Regions from separate parts of the Sus scrofa genome. Here regions 2 and 3 are each linked to region 1. A link is a contact called in public Hi-C and promoter capture Hi-C data. All regions are on one chromosome and are shown on one strand. Each heading gives the region's core, a stretch centred on a gene start, on an enhancer-like site or on the middle of the called end of the contact. The rest is flanking DNA. Distances are from core to core; before and after follow the strand shown. Region 1 holds the start of FERMT2 (fermitin family homolog 2). Region 2 holds the start of TXNDC16 (thioredoxin domain-containing protein 16). Region 3 holds the start of PSMC6 (26S protease regulatory subunit 10B).

The links. Promoter capture Hi-C pulls out the DNA fragments that hold promoters and counts their contacts. Hi-C and Micro-C count contacts between places; a contact is called where the count stands out from the background.
Region 2: a Hi-C map of fetal skeletal muscle shows a contact between it and region 1, with 2.1 times the contacts expected there. The contact joins the promoter of TXNDC16 here to the promoter of FERMT2 in region 1. A contact is called at or near these places in 2 of 47 Hi-C or Micro-C datasets (fetal skeletal muscle and heart right ventricle) and 1 of 2 datasets of contacts at active chromatin or transcription factors (skeletal muscle).
Region 3: a contact with region 1 is called in a promoter capture Hi-C map of liver, with 3 times the contacts expected there. The contact joins the promoter of PSMC6 here to the promoter of FERMT2 in region 1. A contact is called at or near these places in 2 of 5 promoter capture datasets (fetal liver and liver), 5 of 47 Hi-C or Micro-C datasets (heart right ventricle, liver and skeletal muscle) and 1 of 2 datasets of contacts at active chromatin or transcription factors (skeletal muscle).

The regions. Positions count from the first base shown.
Region 1 is chr1:182,604,799-182,609,190 of Sscrofa11.1, forward strand. FERMT2 (fermitin family homolog 2) reads right to left here and starts at 2,092. Exons shown (of 18, transcript XM_021102113.1): 1 at 1,817-2,092; 2 at 1-160. The coding sequence starts at 151.
Region 2 is chr1:182,201,049-182,205,440 of Sscrofa11.1, forward strand. It overlaps TXNDC16 (thioredoxin domain-containing protein 16), which reads right to left and starts at 2,000. Exons shown (of 21, transcript XM_021102004.1): 1 at 1,622-2,000. It overlaps GPR137C (integral membrane protein GPR137C), which reads left to right and starts at 2,137. Exons shown (of 7, transcript XM_005659957.3): 1 at 2,137-2,885. The coding sequence starts at 2,460.
Region 3 is chr1:182,326,823-182,331,214 of Sscrofa11.1, forward strand. It overlaps PSMC6 (26S protease regulatory subunit 10B), which reads left to right and starts at 2,248. Exons shown (of 14, transcript XM_001928747.5): 1 at 2,248-2,472; 2 at 3,503-3,582; 3 at 3,678-3,717; 4 at 3,964-4,016. The coding sequence starts at 2,346.

The sequences.
Region 1 (4,392 bases), core at 842-3,341:
TTTCCACCAACTTGAGCATCACCCCTCCAATGTGCACCTCCCCGGTCACTCTTAGGGTGACATCGCGGTTCAGGTCCGTCACATGAACGCTCAGTTCCCACGTCCCATCCGCATAGCAGCCATCTGGCATCCTTATCCCGTCCAGAGCCATGGCTCCTTCCTGCGAGCACGGAGGAAATGGCTCTCGTCAGCGTCACTCCCCCAAAGGAAGGCAAATCCCACCGAATTCGCAGAGTCGGCCGCGGGGTGGGAGAAGGTGGAAGACACGAGGGTTTCCGCACCAACTCGGGAGAGCGGCCGCAGGCCCTGCTGCGGGCAGGATTCTGCGCCCCGCGCCGCTTCCCGGCGGCCGCTCCACGCTCCCGCCCCGCCGCGGCCCTTGGCGGACGCGGCGCAGCCCGCCCGCCAGCCCCGCGCGGCCTCAGGCTAGCGGCCCTCGCCTAGCGGACCGCGGCGGGCTTCACCTGCCTGCCGGCCGCACCCAGGGCGGGAGACGCCGCCCGCGGACTGCACAGTCCGCTCCCCCACCCGCCCTCCTCCTCAGTCCCCGCCGGCCCGGCCCCTCACCGCGCGTTCCTCCAGCTCCTCGCGCTCCCAAGCCCGGGCTCGCGCTGCAACAGGCGCGGGGGCGGCGGCTCGCCGAGCGGCGGCGTCGGGTCCCCACCTCAGCAGGCAAGCGCTGCCTCCCGGCCGGAGCGACTAATGGAGTCCGCTCTTCACGGCCCCTCGCCTCTCCCTCCGTGCTCCACCCCTCTCTCCCCGCCCCCTCAATCCCAGTCCAGCTCAGGCCGGGCGCGCCAGCTCCCTCCTCCCCGCCCCGCGGAGCTGCCCGCAGCGGGTCCAGCCGCCTCGCCCCTCCCCCACAGTCCCCAGCGGCCCCGCTGGGGGCCAGAGCCGCTTGGACTCCCGGGTGGGGGGCGGGGCGGCGCACGGCGGGGGAGCGAGCTGTGCGGGGGAGGCGGGGGGCGCCCGCGGTGGCAGCAATCTCGGCCCCGCCGATCCGCTGCCCTTTTATGGAAATGAAGGACCCGGCGTAGGGATTGAGTCCAACATCCGGGCTCTCGCCGGCGGGACCTGAGGAGGGGGAGCTCGGGGAACGCAGAAGCCTCCTACCCAGCGCGGGTGGGCGCTGGGCGCTCCTTGCAGCGCTCGGGTCTCAGGCTCGGCGAGCGCCCGCGGCGGCGGGTGTCTTGGCTTCCAGCTGGATGAGGGGGCCGGTCCGTGAGAAATGGTTACAGGAAATTCCCAGGACAAGGTCGTTTTCAGGGAACAAAGTCCCCCGCCCCCTCCCCACGTCTGGAGCGAGCCCAAAAGTCTCGGGGCGATGAGAGGTGCCGCTCTCCGGGAGCTGGAACTGGGGGTTGGGGACATAAAAACTTTTAAAAAGTAAATGCCCAAGCCAGCTCCGTGAACATCCGACAAAAGAATGAAAAAACCCAAAGGGAGTTGAACCACAAAAATTGCTTTGCAAGCAATGTCCGGCACAACCAGCAACTCCTACTGGACTCCTAAGAGTTTGCTTGCGCTCTTAACCCATTAGGAAGCTCCAACCAGAAGTGAGTCACATAGGTTCTACGATGCTCGTATGGGGGGGGAGTGCAAATCAGGGAAGTGAGTTTTATTCGAAAACTGTTTCTGCAGCCTCTTCAACTCTGTACGTATTTGTATGTTTTTAAATATGCAATTTAGAACTAACAGTCTACTAAGGCGTTTAGATCGATATACATCCTCTACCCCACCCTCAGCCACACCTTGAAGGAATTTTAATAGCTCCGGACCGGGGCCAGCAGGTACTGGAAGAAATAAAGAGCTTTACCTGTTGACGCTGACCAGTGATGGAGAACGGTCCTCCTGCTCCCAATTTTCTTCCACTTCCCCCTTTTACTGCCACACTCTGGGGAGAGGGAGCCAGTCAGAAGCAGCTAGCGGGGGAAAGTGCCTCGCTGGCAAAAGCATGGCTCAACAAATTTAAGTCAGGGAGACTCGGATAAAATGTCCCAGATTCCATAAAAGACCCCAGTTTTTAAAAGTCTCAAAGTCTTCTTGAACCTGTGTCAGTCTCTTCGAAGAGGACCTCCCCCTCCCCGCAAACAACGATGTGTTCAGCAACACAATTGGGAAACGAGGTTAGAGGCCTCAAGAAAGGGGTGGAACCCATAAAAGAATGAAAGAGAAGCAGCGAAATTTAGTCAGATGCCAGAGGTTTGGCACCAAAAATAGGGTAAAACACTACAGTATTTTCAGCTACTCATCATGGAGAAATTGATGCCTCGAGTCTGTAGTCTCTAATCTCTATTTCTACTCATGGATGTTCCAAATCATTCACTTGGAAGCAGTATGGACAACCAGAGAGGAGGGAACGTCTATGTAAATTGCGGTGTTGAAAATATCGAGGAAAATGTTTTTTAATAAAGTAGAGAAAAACTTGTTAGGGTTAAAAAATATGTACATGTAGTTGTAAAATCACGAGCATATTTTGTCTTAAATATTCAGAGCAGAGAAAAAAGACTGAAAGGAAATACACCAAAATATTAAGAAGCTCTCTGGTGTTGAGATAATAAGAGTTTTTTTTTGTTGTTGTTTTGTTTTTCCCTCTTCTTCATTTTCATTCAGGCTTTGCATTCAAGACTTGTCTGTTACTGCCTTGAATTACATTCAGCATATCAATTTCCATGGACATGCCATTACATTCAAAACGATAGACACAACTGATAGAGTAGCTATTGGACACCTGGACAGGACTTTTGGGGGTTTCCTTATGTGTTTTTTAAAATCCCCCAGTAAATTATAAGTTCTTGGATAGCAGGGACTTCAGATTCTTTGCACTGCACAAAGAAAATGGAAAACATGCTGGTATCAAATTAACACAGATGTCCAGGACACACTAGTTCTGCCCCATGGAGATATTTCAGTACCGGGGAAGTCCTGACTTGTAAATCTACATATTTATTTCTACACTTTATCCCCGCAGGGATGTGTGGCAATGTATAAGGATACATAAACTTTGAGATAGCATACATGGCACAAAACAAGGAGGAAAAAAAGGACAGGAAGCAAGGGTTCGAGATTTAAAATGGAGCCGGGAATGAAGATAAGAATTGTACCTTAAGACCTTTGCAAGTGCTCCCATAAGCTCCGAATAACTATGGTTTCTCAAACATGCCTTTCAGAACCAAAAATATGCACATCCTTTCCTTCCGACAAATTTGTCGAAGTCAACTGTCGTCTAAGAAACCATTTTACTACTCAGTTTCCACATTCTGGTTCTTGCCTCACTCTTCAGTGAGTTACTTTCTGAACAATCTCCCACCACCTCGCCGACTTCTCTGACTGCTGCCCACTTCTCTGAGTGTTTCCTAAAGGAGAGGGAGCAGGGGGTGGGATAACATTGCATATAACAGCCCCATTTCTTAGCATTTGAAACAGCTTAATTATTGCTTTATAAGAGACTTTACTAGTTTAGAAAATCAGCAGTTTGTGTCTGAGCCGTATAAAGCACAGGAAGCCAAGGACCTTCGAAAGAACCATTGGAGCAATAGATTGAGAAGGATGCAGCTGGTCTCTTTAGCCTTCTTTTTGAGTATTTCAAGCTGTTTCTTGCTTTGAAGATTAAAGAGGAGTCAGACTTGAATCTCTGAAACTGGGGATTTTTTTTCCTAGATTGTCAAGTGAGACCTTCAAATGCATTTCTTAAATGTTACTTCCACCTAATGTTTCCTAGTGTGTTCAGATGTGGAATCTTATCTGAAATCCCCTACTAGAACCTCTAAGACAGTGCAATACTTGTGGTACTTACATCATACTGAAAAGTAGCCGAGAACTCCAGTGTTTGGAAGAACGGCTCAAGCATTGAAAGCAGCAATATCCAAATAAGGTCCCAAGCACTGGGCTTAGGTTTAGACCAAATGATACCTCGCAGATCTGCCGTCAAATGCAGCCCTCGGGTTTAGTAATCCGCAGGTTGACTTCAGCTTCTTCTCTGAGTCTACTTAAATTGTGCTTTACATTCTTAAACGGTTAATACAAAATATAACCACTGAGTTTGGGGTTAGGAGAAAATAAGGGAAAGAGAGCTTGGGGTTAGGAGAAAATAAGGGAAGGTTTGTATGAATGTGAATGGGTAAGGGTTAGTTTAAAATGCATTTAAAAATGCCATTCAAGGCCAGCAAGATGAAATGTAATGAATTATTCCTGTCAAATAACCAGGTGAGCAGAATTCTCTCTTTGTCTCAGGGACTGCCAAAACTGGTAAAGCTACTAAGGAGGTAGAAATCAAGGGGCATGGAATGCGAACTAAGAATGGGAAAGAAGATTGCAGGGGCTACTTTTCTTTTGATAGAAGTGGGCCTTCACTGGAAACGTCAAGAAAAGGATTGCCAAACTGAGCAACAA
Region 2 (4,392 bases), core at 750-3,249, 400 kb before region 1:
TCTCTCCATTTGAGTTCTCTCAGGGTGATTGTGGCAAAATCTTCTATTTGCACCCCCATACAATGCCCCCCACAAAAGGAGAAAAAAAGCAACTATCTGGATTTGCTATGACTCAGGAATAAAAAGTTTCAAAGGTTTTTTAGCAAAGATCTGAAACTAGTACCTAGTATAGGTACCATCCAGATGTCGTTTACTCTCCCTTTGAGTAGAGAATATAGGAAAAAAAGAAAAAACTCTTCATGGTGCAAACCTACTCAGGAACTAATTCACCGATTATGGAAGATTAAAAAAAAATACACCATGCCAGAGAATACGATGCTTTCCTGATTTTGACAAGTGCCTAAAAGAATATAACTCTCAGTTCATGCTCAATATATCCGCTAAAGTACATAACTGCAATCAGTTAACTCACTGGGGCCAATGGTACTCCGGCCCCTTTCAAACTGAACTATGTACTGCTCTAACCACATTCTCTAAGAATCCATGAGGCAAATGTCTTAAATTCCAATAAATCTGAGATCCTTCTTTACAGCCTTGATGTTGGATTAGGCCTGTTAACCTCTTACAGCCAAGCTGTACCCTTAGCCTGCACCACACAACCTGCTCAGCTGAATGTTTATCAGAGGGATTTCAGATAATAGCGCCTAAATGTATATCACAGTTTGTCAGCACACCTACACAGAACCCAGAACAGAGCAGCATCTGGTGCCTGAGTGAACTTCTGTCCCAGAACCTGGAACACGAGAAACTTTTAAGTCCCCCGTGGATCAGGTAGCTAGGAAAGAAGGTACCAACACTCTCCTTAGAATAGTGAGTTAGGAAAGGCTGAGTCTTGGCTGCACCAGCAAATCTAACAGTCTTTCACGGGGATACTTAATTTGGATGTGCCACCCATTCTAAGGGGAACACAAATTATTCTCTCATCGCTTTGCACTACTTTGCTCTTTTCCTTACCAAACACCTTCCCAAAAAAAGTCAATAAATATTAGTTCAATATACGTGGAAGATCTATTTAGATCTATTTATTTTCACTAATTTTCAGCAGCATGTGACATACAGCATTTGTTTTGTATCTCTCTGAGCCCTAAAAATAGCGCAGCCATCCACCCCATACCAGACCAAGGCTTGAAGGAATACATGGGGAATTTAAGAAGCACAGACTATTCTTTTTCCTCTCCAGACATTCATCAAAGGCTTATAATTCTGTTTCTGCCTGGTTGACTGAACTTATGCCTACAGCATCTTTTCAAATTCGAAGTTTCAAAGACCCACCTTCCCCTACTCGGAGATCGCGTCCATATCCATCTCATCCTAGTATCACTCTTTTTTCTGGGACATTTCCCGAGGGATGAAAGGGTCTTTTAGCGCTTCTGTTCAGCCTTCGCCTCATCCCTTGCCCCCTCCCCACGAAGGGCTCACGTTTTAACTGCCGCTCACGCCCCCGGGGGGCGGGGGGGAGAAGAAACAAAAACGTCTCTAAAGAAGGATCTAGGTGAGGCCCCTTTTAAGCCAAACTCCAGAGTTAGCCGGTGCGGCCCCTGCCGGGGAAGAGCCACCAGGGCTGAATCTCTGCAGGCAGAAACCACAGCCCGTCGCCTGTAGGAGCGGCGCTGCCACCTACCTACTCGGAGACCGGAGGACAAGACCTGCGGGCTGGGACCCGGACGGCTGGCCGACAGTTCCCGCCACTTGAAAGAGAAGAAGCAGAAGGCGGGGTCATGCCCCGCTTGCTTCGCTGCACCGAACCGCTCCCCACACCTGCGAGTTTGCAGCGCTCCCGCCCTCCACGCCTGCAGCCACCACAGCTCGGCTGTATCAGCCGGCAGGGAAAAAACAAGCCGCGAAGCTCCTCCCTCTCCTCGTGGGCCTTACGTGAGGCCTCTCCAGCCAAAGGGAAGCGCAGGGGGAGGAGTGAGAGAAGCCCCAGTGACAGGCCACAACCTAGTCCGCCCGCCGGCGCGAGCGGGCAGCGCAGTTGCTGGGCCAATCGACAGTGTGGGTGGGAAGTGAAGAGGAGGGAGAAAGCGGAGAAAGGAAGCGTCCAATCAGATCGTGAGACCCTGGAGCGACGGGTCCTGCCGCCTGTAGTCTTCCGAGTGCGGCGCGCAGGGGGCGTGCCCACCTGGGCCAATCCGCGCGAGCCCACGGTGCGGAGCGAGCGCCTCAAATGCTCGGGTTTCTCAGCTGATTGTCTCCAGCCGAGAGTTGTTTTTTGCAGCTACCGAGCGGAGCCGCTGCAGGAGGAGCAGAGACCCCCGGGGGGGTGGGGCGGGGAGAGGAGGCGGGGTCCGGGGAGCCGCGGCTGCTCTCCGCGGGGCTCCAGGTCCTGTCACGGCGCTTCCTGGGGTTGGAGGTTGGGGTGGGTGGGGGGTCAGGGAGTCATCCTTCTTCCCCTCGACGGCGGCTCCGAGTCCGGCCCCTTCCTTCCCGCGCTCCCTCGCCCGCCCCACAACCCCCTCATGAGGGTGTCCGTGCCGGGTCCGGCGGCCAGCCGCGAGCCCTCGACGCCCGGCGGGAGCGGCGGAGGCGGAGGCGCCGTCGCTGCTGCCTCAGGCGCCGCGGTGCCGGGCTCGGTACAGTTGGCGCTGAGCATCCTGCACGCCCTGCTCTACGCCGCTCTCTTCGCCTTTGCCTACCTGCAGCTGTGGCGGCTGCTCCTGTATCGCGAGCGGCGCCTGAGTTACCAGAGCCTCTGCCTCTTTCTCTGTCTCCTGTGGGCAGCGCTCAGGACCACCCTTTTCTCCGCCGCCTTCTCGCTCAGCGGCTCCCTGCCCCTGCTCCGGCCGCCCGCTCACCTGCACTTCTTCCCCCACTGGCTGCTCTACTGCTTCCCCTCCTGTCTCCAGTTCTCCACGCTCTGTCTCCTCAACCTCTACCTGGCGGAGGTAAGGCGGGAGGACCGGCACGCTGGGCCGGGCGGGAGAACGGGGCCGCAGCTTTCAACTTGGGCTAGGGACCGGTGGGGGCTGGGGTAGGGAGGTGCGGACCGAGAGTCGCCCGGGGAGACTGAGGTACGCCCGGATTGTGTGCCAGGCTTCTCGCCCTAAACTTGAGCCGCCGATCGGCTCGGCGACTGAAGGGCTTGGAGGGGGATGAGTGAGTGAGAGTGTGTTCCGACAACTTAAGAGAGCAGGACCAGCCTTTGTTCGGCGTCCTGGCCCTGTAAGGGAAGGTATCGGTGGTACCAACAAAGTGGCATCGCAAGAAGTAGCAGCCCCGGTAGCTCTGCCGAAGCTGGACTGTGTTGAGAGAGGTTGGATGCTGAGGTAGCAGCAGCTCTGCTGAAGCTGGACTGCTGCCAGCCATTACGTCACCAGGCAGAGCTGTTCCTCTGCTATTGTTGCTGCGTTTCTTTTATTAGAAGCTTATATTCCCTCCTGCCTCTCCTTTCCCGTGGCTCGATAAGCCTCACACAGATTCCTTTCGTTGGTTCCCCGGCGGGGTTAATTATCAATAACCAAAGCGGAGGGTCAGTATAAAGACCTCCGTAAAAAAATCCCAGTGTTTGCCCCAGTCGCTTCATGCTTTGGGTATTTATCTTATCTTTTTGCAGCCTGGGTTTTGTTTGTTTGTTTGTTTAAGCTAATTAAGAGATAAAATATTAGCTTAGCCTGCGCCTGTTACAGAAACAAACCACCAAACTGTTTTTGCAATAAGTTGCTTAATAGCTGGAACCTAATCACACCCCCTTTCTCTTTCTTGAGGAATTGCTGGTTGGATTGCATTGTTCTGCAGCACTTAGGTATTTGACCCATTTCAAACAGGTTTGAGAGTGTAAGGTTGTCAATCATGTGTGCCAGCTAGTGGTATTTAAGCTAAGGAATTTTGAGAATTGCAAAAAAAAAAAAAAAAAAAAAATCCCCCCTCCCCTCCCCTCTGGAAAAAAAAAAAAAAAGCTTGAGGCGGGGAGGAAACAAGATGACATCATATGCTTAATACTGACTAATATAGAACAATATTGGTCTCTGCAGCTAATCCTCTCAAAGGCTTTTGGAGGTGATGAGAATTAACATAGTTATGAACAAAAGTTAAAAAAAATTGAGGCAGATTAAGTGTTTATATTTCCTGCGTAAACCAACTCTTTTCACTCCTAATAGCTAGGAAGTAGAATGCATAATTTTAAAAGAACAGTCATAACTTCAGCTTTTAACTCTGCTAAAAACAACAATTCAGAGTATGTAACAAATTCAACTTGAATGCCCCATCATTTGGAAGTCCAAGCAATACAATGACAAAAACCAAAACAATAAGCAGAAATAAAAAGCGTAGGTAATCATAAATCAAATAAACATGCTGTTGTCATGTCACTTATTTGAAGGTGTCCTGATCTTCTAGTTGTTAAGCTGTTATAACACCTCTATCCTTTATAGCTAAACTGATACATTGCATTCT
Region 3 (4,392 bases), core at 998-3,497, 280 kb before region 1:
CATTTGAAGTCATCTTTCCTATTTCCTAATATTTTAAATTTCCTAATACATTTTTGGTGATTTAATTCACTTAATTTTGCACTTCGTATGTATACATAGGATACACCTATTTAAACTCAAACATCCAGGTCACTGGATAAGATCAAAAGGAGTCTGTCTGGGGAATGTGACTGATTCTGTTGGAACAACAATAAATTCTCCCCAGATGTAATGGGAAGAGGTACAGCAATGTGGACATGTACCACAAAAGTTGAGGTCATTATTACCCTTAAAATAAATAATTTAATATAACACTACTGAATACTTACCATGTGCCAGATGCCATGTTAACAGTTTACAGGAACACTCTCTTATTTAATACTCATGACATCCCTATGAGATAGGTATAAATTTTACAGAGATTTTTAAGAGATTAAGTAAATTGTCCAATAGCACAGAAATCTTGGAGTTCTCTGGTGGTCTCATGGTGGTTAGGATTCAGTGCTTTCATGGCTCTAATCTGGGTTCAATCCTTGGTATGGGAACTGAGATCCCTTGTCAAGTCAAAAAACACAGCAGCCAACTTCTCCCTCCCCACCCCCACCCAAAAAAGAAAGCACAGAAATCTTCTTTTTTTTTGGCTACCCCGTGGCATATGGAGTTCCTGGGCCCTGATCAGTTGGGACCTACGGAACAGCTGCAGCAATGCTGGATCTTTAACCCAACCTGGGGATCAAACATGCAACCTAGTGCTCCAGAGACATTGTCTATCTTGTGGCCATAGCGGGAACTCCAGCACAGGAATCTTAAAAACAGTTCTATCTAACTTCAAGTTTCTTAGCTTACTTCAGCCTCTTGAGCCCCTCATTTCTACGACCCGCCCCTTTCTGGTTTTGTTGGTCTCCTTCCTGTTCCAAGAAATGAGTAAATCTCTTTTTCACTTTAAGGTCTTTGTAGCTGCTGTTTCTTCTGTTTGAAAGGTTTTTTTCTACAGTTTGTTGCTTGGCTGGCCCCTTCTTGCAGATATCTGTCCTAAAGTAGTTCTATCTTTCTCTCATTTTCCTCCACCATGGTTTCTTTTCATTATAATACAGTATTTATTACACTTTGAAATTATTATTTTTTATCTCCTCACCAGATCAAACCCTTAGTAATGCCTCATTCACTGAGTAAATAAATGAATACCCTACTCCTTCTGTATCCTGAAATCCTGTGATTTTGGAGAGACAGCAATGAGTGTTGGCTTGGAGAGAGATCTTATTTTTCTGCTCAGGAATTGAACCTGGGCAGCCTGGATAAAAAACCAGGAATCCTAGCCACTAGACTAGCTAGAGGTGAAAAGTAGAATTGCCCTAACTTTTGCCCCTTGTTGAAAGCAAGAACATTTCAGGGAGGCAAAGACTGTGAAAATAGGTATAAAGTTTATTGTTAGAGTCACAGTACAACATATGGGAAAGCACACAAAGAAGCAGTTTAAGTCAGAAGCAGAGAAGTAATACACACCCCAAAGAGGAGTGCGGGTGCAGGCGTCCCCTGAGTGAGGGGCACACCAGAGAGGTGATTTAAATCACTTATATAGCACAATTCTTCTGGATCTTTCTTTACCTTTGGCTAATTATCTTATTTATTTCTCACACCTGACTGGACACAGGACCCTTCCCAGTATATGTGCGTACCTTTTGGTAAAGATGGATTCCAAAGCAAAGTGTGCTAAGCAGGTATCAGGACTTATTATGGCCTGGTGCCTCCTCCTTTTCTGACCCCCTAGGAATCTTACTGTGCATGTGTAATTGGGGAGGTCTTCTTTACCCCAGGAGTGATTAAAGTGGTCATCTTATCTTTCTACTCCAGTAGAGCTCTGCTCCTGCAATTAACTTTTTCCTTGAAGTGCCAAAAAGAAACAAGGCCCAATTTGCTTGACCTAAGAAGTCCCAGCTGTTCTCAGCCCAGGGGCCCATCTACCTCTTACTTCACCTGGATATTATTGTTCTTTACCAAGAAGCTATCCTTGTTTTACTGAGAAGCCAGTAGAGCTATATATATTAGAGAGATATGTATATTCTCTATTTCACTTCCATCTCAGTTTACTACAGCCTTTTGTGGTTCCAAGAGGGCAGTGACTCAAGCATATCAAGGCTTCTCAGATACACCAGATCAGGGCCTTGCTTTACCCAAGCGGACCAGCAGGGGACAGTGTGGCCGGAGGCCTCCTTTAACTCACTGCGGAGCCCTAGTGAAGGAGGCATAGAAGTTCCGGAAGAGGAGTGCAGAGGCGGGCCAACCGGAAGGGGCGGGGTCGCCCGCAAACCCGCCCTTCCAGGGAGGCTGTTCTCCCTCGCCCCGCCCCTTCCCCCGCCCAGGCGGCCATGGCCATTCCCGACATCCCCTATGAGCGACGGCTTCTCATCATGGCGGACCCTAGAGATAAGGCGCTTCAGGACTACCGCAAGAAGCTGCTGGAGCACAAGGAGATCGATGGCCGTCTCAAGGAGTGTGAGTGCACCTTTCTTTCCATATAATCTCGTGTCTGAACTCGCTTCTGTCTATGACAAAGCAGAGGCCTTTGGCCGAGCTCGGCAGCCGAGCACCGGGAATGAGAAGGCCTCGGTCTGGGGACAAGGCGCTTTGTCATCCCTCCCTGTGCTTGAAAAGCGGAGCCTCTTCGGGCGTAGAAATGGCCCAGACTGGTCCAGGTGACAGAGAGAACACCCCCAGTTCTGAGATGGAAGTGTAGATGACCAGAGGAGGAGTGGGGAAGAAGTGGGTCAGGGATGTTTCCCAGTTTGAGGTAAGGAGTGCAGTGTTGTTGGAGTCCTGGGACCCGGAGCGGGGAAAAGAGTTAAGCAAACCAAAGCAAGAGATGAAACTCGGGAAGTTGGCTCGTTAGCGGAGTGGAAAGCCCAACACAGAGCTTTAGAGAGAAGGGATCCATCGGTCAATAATAGCCCTCCTCTTCTTTCGTCGTGTTTTGAGTAGTACTCTACATGGTACACAAAGTTCCCTTTCTTCCTGAACTGAAAAGATTGTTAGGATTTTTTCTTAGTGTACCGTCAGTGAAAAGCCTGAGTGATTTAATTAAATGGGGGAAGACCATAACCATATAATTTTGTGGAGCGCCGCACCTGTGGACTTCATATGGGTTAGAAAACCAGAGAGTAACAATCCGTGTGGGTAAGTGGAGAAGTGAGGAAGGCTCTAACTCTTTTATCATTCGAATTTGTGATCTCAAATTGAAAGTGTCAGAATGTCAATATCTGTTAAAAGTGTAACCTAAAATGTGCTCAAAGTAAGTATTTACGACCAAGAAAAGAAAAATGTGGTAATTTCTCTGCAACATTTCGTTTTTAAACATGTCATCTGCAAACGGTATTGTGCGTGTGTGTGTGTGTGTGTGTGGTTCGATAGAGTGGATATGAAATATATGTAAAGTGAAATAGACTTGAATTTAAGTAAAGTGAGACCTAGTGACAAACACACTGGCTAGGATTATTTAATTTAAAATATTCAAATTATATTATTTCAGTAAGGGAACAATTAAAAGAACTTACCAAGCAGTATGAAAAGTCTGAAAATGATCTGAAGGCCCTACAAAGTGTCGGACAGGTAGGTAATGGAGCTTGGGATGAGAGGGTGATGGTAATTTGCTTTGCTTTTTTAGTTCTTGGCAAAAAGTAATGCTTTTTTTTTTTTCTTTTTAGATTGTGGGTGAAGTACTTAAGCAATTAACTGAAGAAAAATGTAAGTGTATTAGATTGTTAATTGGTAAAGAAAAAAAGAGTAGACTCTCCTCCCACCACCATCTTTTGAAATGCTTATTATTTTTATAACTGTAATGAGGTAGATAACATTCTTGCATAGACTAAATTTTCTTTCAATTATTGTCCTTTGGCGAACAGAGATAAAACTCAACCTTCCATCAGTGTAGGTATATTCATTTTTTTTACTTTGTAGTTTTCAATTTGTTTTTTAATTTTCTTTCTCTAGTCATTGTTAAAGCTACAAATGGACCAAGATATGTTGTGGGTTGTCGTCGACAGGTAACAATTTATTTGTATAGTGCTTTATAACTGACAAAGCACTTTCCTCTAAGTTATTTAATTCTTAAGGTAAGCAAGTCAGGCATTATGCTCATAACTCCCAAAGGTAACTTGTTTAGACATATGTAATTGTTAGCAAAGCCTGAACTATGGATTTGACTCCTGGTAGTTTCTACTTTCTACTGAATTGCATTGCCTCACTAAGTTCTACACACTAAGAAATCAAAGAATTTTAGAACTGAAAAAATACCTCAGATTGTTTCTCTCTTTCTTTTTTTTTTTTTTTGGTCTTTTTTTAGAGCCACACCCATGGCATATGGAGGTTCCCAGGTTAGGGGTCAAATCAGATCTGTAGCCACTGGCCTACACACAGCCA